Linked DNA regions of Sus scrofa: region 2 is linked to region 1. The links are chromatin contacts, called in public HiChIP or PLAC-seq maps. All regions are on one chromosome and are shown on one strand. Each heading gives the region's core, a stretch centred on a gene start, on an enhancer-like site or on the middle of the called end of the contact. The rest is flanking DNA. Distances are from core to core; before and after follow the strand shown.

What was found. HiChIP or PLAC-seq counts read pairs in DNA pulled down with a chosen protein or histone mark.
Region 2: an H3K27ac HiChIP or PLAC-seq map of alveolar macrophages shows a contact between it and region 1. The contact joins the promoter of GEMIN8 here to the promoter of GPM6B in region 1. A contact is called at or near these places in 4 of 47 Hi-C or Micro-C datasets (brain, embryonic fibroblasts, heart right ventricle and 1 more) and 1 of 2 datasets of contacts at active chromatin or transcription factors (alveolar macrophages).

Annotation. Positions count from the first base shown.
Region 1 is chrX:10,580,746-10,586,081 of Sscrofa11.1, reverse strand. It overlaps GPM6B (neuronal membrane glycoprotein M6-b), which reads left to right and starts at 3,314. Exons shown (of 7, transcript XM_005673444.3): 1 at 3,314-3,881. The coding sequence starts at 3,878.
Region 2 is chrX:10,669,189-10,674,524 of Sscrofa11.1, reverse strand. It overlaps GEMIN8 (gem nuclear organelle associated protein 8), which reads left to right and starts at 3,338. Exons shown (of 5, transcript NM_001244865.1): 1 at 3,338-3,464; 2 at 4,880-4,948.

The sequences.
Region 1 (5,336 bases), core at 2,065-4,564:
CTGGAGGGACAAGGCTCATGAGCAATTATGAAACAGGAAGCAGTGATAGGCATGCATGTGATTAAACGCCCCCCAAAGATCAGGGCACACAAAATGTATCCTTACAGTTTATAATTAGTTGCACTCCTAGATGAGGCTTTGAGGGTCAGTAAGATCTCAAATTGTATGAAATCATTTGGGAATATGATTTCATTAATAGTTTAATATTATCAGGAGATGATCCCTACTGTGGAATAAGTTAAAACCAAATACTTTTTCCCCTTGATTATTAATCTTGTTCATTATGGAAGTCTGGGAAAACACAAAAAGGCTATAAACATACAACTAAAAACTCCATTAATCCCAGAGAGAAATCCTGTTAACATTTTGGTATATGGTAATATATTGATACATTAGTAAGGGTAGGGCCACTGCTCTAACACATAAGCCCCCAAATACATAATGGTTCAAACAGCTCAGAAGTTTTATTTCTGGTTCACCTAAGTATCCAAGTCAGATCCAGGCTTTGTGATGGGGAGCACTAAGCCTCTGCTCCACAAAGTCATGCAGTCACCCAGGGGGGCAGGGGCAGTTCCATCGTCAGTGAGTGGTTTCTGAAGGCATCCTGGGTGTCAGTGTCACACTCCAGCTGAGGGGAGGGTAAAGCATGTAGAAGCACAGGTGCTGGAGATTCTGCGGGTAAGGCTTGAAACTGGTGGACGCCACCTTTGATCTTATTGGCTAGACCTCAGTCACTTAGCCCCACCAAACTGCTAAGAGGTCTGGGAAATGTAGTTCAGCTGTGTGGTCAGCCAGAGGATGAATGGTGTGTAAGTAATTGTTTCTACCATAGTGTCTTTTCTTTCAGTCTTTGCCAATACATATGAATATGAGTAGGATTATATTGCACAATCAGCTTTCTATTCGCCTTTTAAAGTAATAAAACAGGGAGTTCCCCTTTGTGGCTTAATGGGTTAAGAACCCAACTAGTCTAGTACCCAGTGGGTTACGGAACTGGCATGGCCAGGAGCTGTGGCATAGGCCAGCAGCTCCGACTCAACCCCTAGCCCGGGAACTTCCGTATGCCACAGCTGTGGCCCTAAAAAGAAGAAAATTATAATAATAACAATAAAACAAAATCTCCGAGCACTTGCTGACCTAATTCTTTAAAAACAAGGCTGTGTGATATTCCATCATATAGATCAGGGTTTCTCAACCTCAGCAGTATTGACTTTCGGGGCTCAATCGTTTTTGTTGCAGTGAAGGCTGTCCTGTGCATTGTAGGATGTTTAGCAGCATCCTGGGCCCCCACCATCCAGAAGCCAGTAGCACCCCCTCCCCAGGTGTGACAAACTAAAACTGTCTCCACACATTGTCAAATGTCTCCCAGGGCTGAGAGCACCATCAATGATAACTTATGCAACTATTTTCCTTTTGTCAAACACTTGTTGCTTCCTTTCTTGTTTTTATTGTCTGATTTGATATTCCATCGTGGTCTGTGATAAACATCTTTTGACATTAATTTTGACTGACTCCGTCATTATTTACTTAGGAGAGTCCCAGAAGCGGCTTATTAGGCCAGAGTCTATGAATATTTTTAAGTCTCTTGATAACATCCTGCCAAATATTTTTCCAGAAAGGCTCTACCAATTTATTCATCCACCTGCAAGGTAGTCTTGCTTTGTTTTTAAAAGGTTTTAGTTACCTAATATGAGAAAACTGGTTTTTATTTGAAAATAGTATTTCCTTGACTAACAGTCAAATATGCATATTAGCTCTCTTCTGCACCCCATGACTAGTAGCCTTGCTCATTTCCCAACTGCTCTTTTGTTTTCCTACAGGGTTTTAGGGACAAAAATTTCAACTGCTTGTTGAAATCAGCTGATGACATTTCCTAAGTGAGTAAAAGTTTCTATTAAAATGTGGCTTTCCTTGGACATTGTGTACATAATTGCTATAACTTGGTTTTTTATCACAGCATCCCACTGTGAGTAACCCCAATATTTGGACAGCCGTTATTTCTTTTCTTTGGTTAAAAAACAAACAAAAAAAAACAACCCCAAAAAACAAAGCAAAACAAAAAACCCCGAGACTTCTAGGGAATGAGAGAAAGTGGACCAAAGGGTTTACTTTCATTCATTGCAGTGCACAAAACCTTAGACTTCTTGATTCCACCGCGGCTCAGTGAAGTTCTTTCTTGCCAAAATAGTATTTCAGATTGTGTGCTCGAGTCTCATTCTGTGGTTTTCACTGTCTCCTAGGAGCCTCCTAAGATGTAGGGACCAACCCAACCCAAGGCTCTTCTCTAAATCAAGACTTAAATGAACTCCTCCTTGTCTTCACCCACTGGCAGGTGATCACAGTTGCTGTCAATTGCAGTTGGATTTCTGCGCACACACGCGTTTGGGGCCTCGCTCAAATGGATTACATTTCCGTAACAGGAGGACAAAAAGTTAAACCTGTGAGCTCCCTGCTGTTTTATTACTGCATGAAGATTGGTTAGGAATGACTGTTCCCGTGGGATTGTGAATATGAGCCCGTGATCTGCCTAGCACAAATCTCTGTCCTTTTATGCAAAATATTATTAGGCTTTCTAGAGCTTTGCCTTGATAAAAATCTTTCCTAATCCAATAAATTTCAATAGATGAAATGTTTGCCTCCTCCACCCTTTCCCAGTCCTAAAGCCTCTTTCTTTTGGCTTAAATGCCCTGTAAGTGTACTATCTACTGTTACTGTTTATGTAACCCTCTGTTCAAGTAACACGATGTATTTTCAAAACAATGAAGAAGCACAACTATCAGGGGAGGAAGTTTGGGCTCAGAAATGTCTCAGAGAGCCTTAGAGAAAAACTGTAGGGATCTCGGAGCTTTTCTAATACCTTTGGAGACAGGAAAATTCTTCTCTAAGGAGACAGAAGGAATTTAAGCTCCAGACACTGTTAAACCATTAATTCACTTAGAGGCTCAAGCGGGGCCTGAGCAGCAGGAGAAGCGGTGGCCGGGGCGGGTCTGCAGAGGCTCCCAGAGCCTGCCAGGGGTGGGCTTCCAGGGATCTAGGGCAGATTATGGACGCCACCAAATCTGTCACCACCCCAGATGGGAGAGTGTCGCTCGTGCTCTTCGAAGTCATCTGTTACCCACAAGTAACTCAAGTCAGTGTTGGCAACCTTGACCACACATTGGAATCACCTGGGGAGTTTCTGAGGCACGGATGCCTGGGTCCCACCTGCTGAGGCCCTGATGAAATCGGAGTTTTAAACGCTCCCCAGCTGATTCTAATGTGCAACAGGGGTGAAGATCCACTGAATTAAGTAGCTCCCGGAGCGCCCGTGTGAGCAGTAGGATCCAGAACTGTAGACTGCAGCACAACTCCCAGACACTAGGTATCCTTGAGTCAGTGTCTCGGGCCTCAGTGTCTTTATCTGCACAATGGGTGATGACTAGGACTGCAAAGACACCCCCAGCTGTAACAGTTCTCTGGGACGCGGATGGGTGCCTCTGAGCTCTTGGAAGCCCGCGCCCCTCTCTCCCCATCCCCCCCGTCGGCTTTTCCGGTTTCCGCGCCCCTCGGTGCTCGCCCGGGGGTCCCAGAGGAAGCCAACAGCCTAGCCGCCGCCTCGGCGCGCCCGCTGCCCGGTTGGGGCCCGGCTGCGGGCGCACAAAGCCCCCGGCGCTGACGTCAGGGCCCCTCTCGGCGCGGCCGGCCCCCAGTGCAGGCGGAGCCGCGCCGCGCTCCCACCCCGGCCCGCAGCGAAGACCAGCCGCCAGCCCGGCAGCCCAGCGCAGCCCGCCCGCCCGCGCACGTGCCCGCCGGACCTGCAAACTTGTGCCACCGGCTCTGCCCGTCCCCAGGGAGCCCGAGCGTCCGCGGCCCTCGCCCCTCCCGCCCGTCTCCAGCCATGGGTAAGCCGGCGTGCTGGCCCCGCGCCACGGCCACCGCCACGGCCTCGCGACCCCGCCCCGCCCCCGCTCAGGTGGGGCCTCCTGGGGGCGCCTTGGCCACCCGGCCCGGGGCTCCGTGGGGGGGTAGGGGTGGGAGGGGCGCGGCGCAGGTGTCCCGAACGCCCAGGTGCGCGTCCCCGCCCTATTCCGTGGACGTCTCCACCCTAGCGGCGCTCCCGCTGCTCCCGAGGGCGTGAGGCTCGCTGGAGGGGGAGAGCTGGACCCCCGAGAGTGGCACTTGGGGGAGCGGACGGAGCGTCCGGGGTTGCGGGCTCCTGCTTTCTTTTCGGGGGGGTGGTGGAGGTGGGAGAGAGTAGCTTCTTGTCCTTTTCCTGGGACGGTGTCCTGTCGCCCGAGCGCCCAGCTCCGACTCCGATCCGGTCCCACCCTGTCGGGGTCCTGTTCGCTTTAAATCCACCTGAAACAAACGCCCATTCCCCAGGCCTGGGATCTTCCGAGAGTTCATTTGGGAACCGTGACCCTTGAAACCAGGAAGGTGGGAGGGGAGATGGGACAGAGTGTGAGTCTCTTTGTCCACCGATCCAACTATCAAAATGCGGACCTGGGCGCAGGTGGAAACGTTGTGCTCCGCGGGTTCTGGGGCAGTTGGGGGATCGACTAGCCACGGTGAAGAAGCCGAGCCCTGGTGATTGAAAATCTCCCACCTGGCTCGGGGCGGCTATTAGGCGGTTGTAGGATTCTGTCACCTCCTGACACCCCCGAAATACTATCGTCAGCAACATGTCGTGAAACGGGGACGCCGTATCTCTTGGAAAACTCATAAAGAGTGCGATGGAAATCCGTCCAATTCCATTGCACCCCTGGAAATGTGCCTGGGAACGGGTTTTCTCTCCCTGCTCTATTATCTTTCTCTAGTGGCAGACAGACTCCAGCCACAAAAGCCACAAAGACCGTGGGGAGCCCCTCCAAAGCATTCCTAATGAGGGAGTCAGTGGATTTAACCCTTGAGGGCCGCTGGGGGTTGGGGGAGGGGGCTTAAGGAATTGAGCCCCCAGCCCCCTACCCCATCCTGCATTCCCTCTGCTATTGAGTGGGTGGGGGAGGAGGCAGTCTTGTGCCTATTAAGATTTTGGTGAGGGTTAGTAAGGAGGGCACATTATTTCGCGTTTAAAAGGAAGCTCAAAGAATTTGAGAGTTAAACCTTTTTGTCTTTTTTCAACAAAAGTACTAGGTGATCAAAATATGAAAGGACATAAGGCCTCCGAATCCAACTGGACAGTTGGTTACCAAAGACTTGGGGGTGAGCTAGGCTAAGATCCTTCTAGAAAGGGCAGAATTGCATGACCTCTCCTAGGTCCTGCTTTGCTTAATGCCCCCCACTGAGGAGTCTCCGCCTGTAACCATTTCGGCGTTGCTTGGCACAGGAATATTGAACTTACACAGAAGTGCAGGCTT
Region 2 (5,336 bases), core at 2,089-4,588, 88 kb before region 1:
GCATCCCATCCCTGGCCGAATCATCCACACTTGCGCATCCTTAAGGGGAACTCTGGGGCCGAGTGTCACAGCCTGGGATTATTCTGAGTCACTTCTGGCTTTAGGTGATGGCCTCTGTGGATTTTCTCACCAAGGGGCTTAAAGAAACACCACATCCTCTCACCAGGCCTTTGGGCATCCCTCAGTCAACCTCACCTCCAGCTGCTGGGACAAGCAGGAGCAGAGCTGTCCAGAGGGTACAAAACAGAACGTGTCACTCTGTGGCTGGAGTCTTGTTTTTTTCCCATCTCCTCAAGGCACACCATTCCCAATCCCAGGACACACTGACATTGACCGCGGAATTTTAGATGCTCTTTCTAAAGGATGCAAAGTTCACACTCTCACCCCAAGGGAGATTTGGCAATGTTTGGTTCTCTCAAATGGTGCTGCTGGCACTCAGTGGATAGAGGCCAAGGATGCTGCTAAACGTTGTACAGTGCACAGGGCCCCCCATGCTCAATAGTGCCGAGGGTGAGAAACCCTGCTTTGAAGAGTCTCTCTTCTTAAAGGACCCTTTAAAGCTTTGCTAAAACCCAGCAAATGTTTCTTTATAATTTGAGGCTTAGACCAGAGACAAATGAAAGAAAATACGGACGAGTAAGGAAAGGTAGGATTTACACATTTCCACCAGATGGCGCTAAAACACAAGTTAAAAAAAAAATCCAACCTCCAGCCTCCATTTCAGAATCTAGCTTCTCTCCAAGGTTCCGCTCTCTGGAGTAACAATGCCCGTTCTTTCCTGAAGGGATCATTACTTTTTAGGTGCTTAGTGTCCTCACCACCAGCATTTAAATGCAAGTGAATTGCAACGAATAATGACTAAAACTCTGCCTGGAAGACAGAAAAAAAAGGGCCGTCTCCTCGGTCTGCTCTGAAACTTCCATTCCCTCTAGCAAGGAGGGTGTGGAAGAATCTGATAGCTCCTCACCTTCTTTTGGAGCTTTTACCTCAGTACCTGGCCAGCAGACAATTTCAAGACTCCTTTACCGTTAGGATAGCTGTGATGAAGCTCTGGCCACCTGAGCAGAAGTGTTGTGGGCAGTTGCTGAGGTCAAAGCACCGCTTAAAACAGTGATTCTCAACTGGGGGAGGAGTGTCACTTTACTCCCAGGGAACGTTTGGCAATGTCCAGGGACATTTTTGGCTGTCACAGATGGGGGGTGCTGCTGGCATCTAGTGGGTGCTGCTCAACATCCTTCAACGCACAAGAGAGGCCCCAGAACAGAGAATTATGCAGCCTCAAATATGAATTATGTCGAGGTGCAGAAACCCTACCTTCGACGGAAGGGACGTGAATCTGCCTCTCATTTCCCTCTTCCCACAGGCTAGAAGGGAGGTGCAAAGGTGTGCCATTTTGGATTATGCGTGCCGAGACAGCAAACTGAGGTGTGTAGACCCACAAGGTAGGTGGAATGTGATTCCCTGGTCTTGTGGGTCTACTTGACAACTCTGGACACCTTCCACCCAAAAAGAGAGTATATACACACAAACTCACAATACTATATATAGCCTATAACTCCTGGGACTCCAGTAACTACCTGAAACCCATCCAACTCTGAGCCTGCTTTGTTCTGCTTTCTCCAGAGGCCCCCTGAGGTCTTCCTCTCTGGTATTTTACCCCGCTTCCTCCCCCCCCCTTCATGTGGTTTCTTCCCTCTGGCAGGGATTCCACCAGAACCAAAACTGACTTATCAGCTTCCATCCATACCTGACTTTTCCCAGAAGATACCACATCCCTGCTATTCCCCCCTCCCCCCAACCCTTCTATCCACAGAGATCTTATTTCCTCCCACAATCACTTTCTGAACAATGGAGGACAGACCTTGTTTAAAAAAAAAAAAAACAACCCTCAATATAAACGCATTTTCTGGCCCTTGTTCTGCTGTATTTTCTGCATTCCGCTTACCACGGTATACAATTATATAATTTATTGTCTGTGCTAATTACTATTGTCCAACAGACATATATAATTATATAATGCATGCCCCATATAGAATGTTTAATGTTCTTGTAGCCACATTTATAAAGTAAAAAGAAAAAGGTAAAATTAATTTTTATACAAAATACGGTTTTTGGCCTATGGAAGTTCCTGGGCAAGGAACTGAACCACCACCACAGCAGCAACCCAAGCCACTGTGCCTCAAGAGAACTCCCAATTTGTATATTTTATCCAACCTAAACAGTCCTTCCTTAACATGTTGTCACTATTTAAAAATGAGATCTAGTCTTTTTCTCAAACGAATTCTATAATATCCACTGTGTAATATACCCTTACAGCCCGCCTCAATTCAGACTACATTTCAAGCTATCCACTCATGTTAGGAATCTAAGTTGTTTTCACTCTCCACTTTTTTTTTTTTTTCATGTTTCTTGGCATTTTTTTCAGTTACCTGCATCTTTTTTTTTTTTTTTTTTTTTTTTTGGTCAAATAGAAATTTGTTCACAAAGTTTCCATAACTCTATTTGGTTTCGTTTCTATTTATAGTTTCCTTTTTTTTAATTAGTGTATTCAGTATAATAACTTTATTTTCCACTTTTTCAAATAATTCTGCAATGAGCATCCGGTTTACGTCTTTTTCTTCCTTGGAATAAATTCTCAGAAGTGAACATTCTAGTATAAAAATATGCCCCCTTTTAGGGCTTTTGCAGCATTTTGCCAAATTGCCCCAGAAAGGATGTGCCAGTCTTTGAGTGGAGTATGCTTAGTTATTAATGATCCTCTGCGACGCTAACAGAACAGGTATTGCTGATAATGACTGTGATTTTTAAAAATGCTAATAAGCACTAATTTATGTTTATCAGGCACCAGCCACTCTGCACTATTAGTCACCTCTACGGGGCGAGAACCTGCGGCTTAAGGAAGTTAATAAACTAAGGGCTAGAAGTGGACTCAAACTCTGATCTGGGTGACTATTTTCAATGGCTGGGCGTCTCTCCCTGGGGCCACGAACACCCTCCCTTTTAGTTGAAAAGGGAAAGGCTAAGTAAACACCAGGGAACGAAGGTGAGAAAACTGAGAGAAGGGCGAAAAGCTAAAAGCCGCGGAACTGCTGCGGGGACCGCAGCCGCGCAGAAACGACCCTCACCTTCCCGCCTTAACGCCCGACCCCAGCACAGGGGAGGGTCTACAGCCGCGCGCCTCAATCTGGAGGCGAAACCCTACACCGGCGATCCCGACGCCCCGCCCCAAGGGGAGGAGCTTCATTCCCAGCCAGTTCCCCGGCGTGGCGCGGAACGCGGCGAGGACGTGACGTTGACATCGAGGGGCGGGACTTCCGGCGCTGCGCGGCGCGTCACCCTTACCGGAAGCCCACGTGTAGTCGCCCCGGCAACAGCCTCTCCTGCTCCCCGCATCCTCAGTTTCCCACCGGAAGTAGGTCCCTGCTCGCCCACCGCCCAGGATCCTCAACTTACGCGCCCTCGAGGTGACTTCGGGGGCGGCTGGGTTTCATTTGGGGAATGAAGGAGGGTCTTGCAGGCTTCTGAGCCTGGCTTTCTCTGAGGCCAGGAGAGCTGAGGGCTTGGCCGTCACGTTGTCGTCATTATCATCCTGAGGCAAGAGGTGGACACAGGCCCATGAGATCCCTAAATCGTTGGTTAATTGTGAGAAGGAACTGGTTCCAGAGCCTCTTGGCTCTGCCATGCACGAAAATCACTGGATGACTTAAATGCGCAGTTAAGTTAAATTTGAATTGCGCGAAGTGGGGCTCAGGCATTGGTAATTTTATTAAAGCTACCCAGGCGATTTTAATGTGCCGGGAAATGCTACGTTACACTGTCTGGAAAGTGAAATCAGACTTTGCCCACCCAGACCTGTATCAGAAGATCGCCCCGGTCAGCTTCATCCTTAGAGGGATGTCCAGAATATTGGCCCCATCTACTCAAAAATTGTTGTTTTCTTTCCCCTTGCACGTTGACCTCTGTGGGAGGTCAGAGGTTTTGATGGAAGTCATCTGGAGAGCATTTGGCCACCTGTGGTCCTCTCTGCACCTTACTTGTGGTGGAGAGTGTCCTTTCCCACTTTTCTTTCTTAGTAGTTAGGTGGAGTTGAACCAGTAGCCAACAAAGTACCTTTTAGCTCTGAAACCCTGAGAGTCCCTTAGAACAAATCAGAAGTTTCTGAAGAATTTTATTTCTTTCAGGAATGATTTTTAAAGTTGTTTCACAGGCTAGGTTCTGTATTCAGCTGTTTTGGACCTTAAGTCAGAACATTACCTGAAAGTCTCAAGATTAGTAACACAAGTAACGTTTCTGCAGTTACTTACTTTCAGCGTTCCCATGAATTGTGGAGTGGCAGTAATCTTTAAAAGTACAGTTGATACTAATGTAGTTTATAGGAATAACAGTCTCTTTGGGGTGGCACTGTGAACAGAAACCATGTATTTTAAAAGACTGTTGGCTAGTAAGTAACTTTGGATAGGCATAGCTGAAGGCAAGTTTACAGTAAGGTGTACAGATCTTCTCTGTGTTTGTGGCTGTCTTGGAAAAGGATATAAACTAAAGCTCCAGAGAGAATTTTCATTCTAAAAGTGTTTTACAGATGGTGAAGGATTATTTTGGTTTTTAGGATGCCACATTTAAGGATAGGATGGGATGATAAGGATAGATAGGGAGGGAAAAATGAACAAATAACCAAAGAGTAGAGGTCGGAGAATTCACGAAATAGTTGTGTTACTGTTGGAACTCCAGTTGGCCCTTCATTCTGCATTACTGGGTACGAAGGGCCGACTGTCCCCCATTTTGTGTAACTGACCTAGCATCTGCGGAATTTGGTATTGGCAGGGATCCTGGAACCAGTTCCCCACAGTCACTGAGGGACTTCTGTATTTCTCTACAATAGGAAATCCAGCTACAGAACTGTGAAAAAAATGAACGAGTGAAAGAAGAGCATAACTGTTTTTGATCAAAGGTCAGATGATTTGAAAATATCTTTAAAAACATATTCATGTATTTAAATGTCTGCTCTCTGAAGAGATTTGGAGCATTATAGTCAGAGTTATTTGAGTTACTAGCTAGCCAGTGATTTTAGGGAAGGTAGAGGTCGGAGGAGAGTGTTAACAGAAAACAACAATCCCCATAGCATCTGAGGGCAGGAAATATTAGCTGTGATTTTTTTGTGTGTGCTGGAAAGCAAATAGGAAATTTAAAAGGAATAGATGACAGAATCCATGCCTACAGGTAATTGATGTAATACCCAAATGGCAGGGACATAGTGAGTGCCGTTTAAATTTATAAAAGAGAGATTAACGTGGAATTACCCTGTATGTGTTTACGGAAGTAAAATTTGAAAGAATACT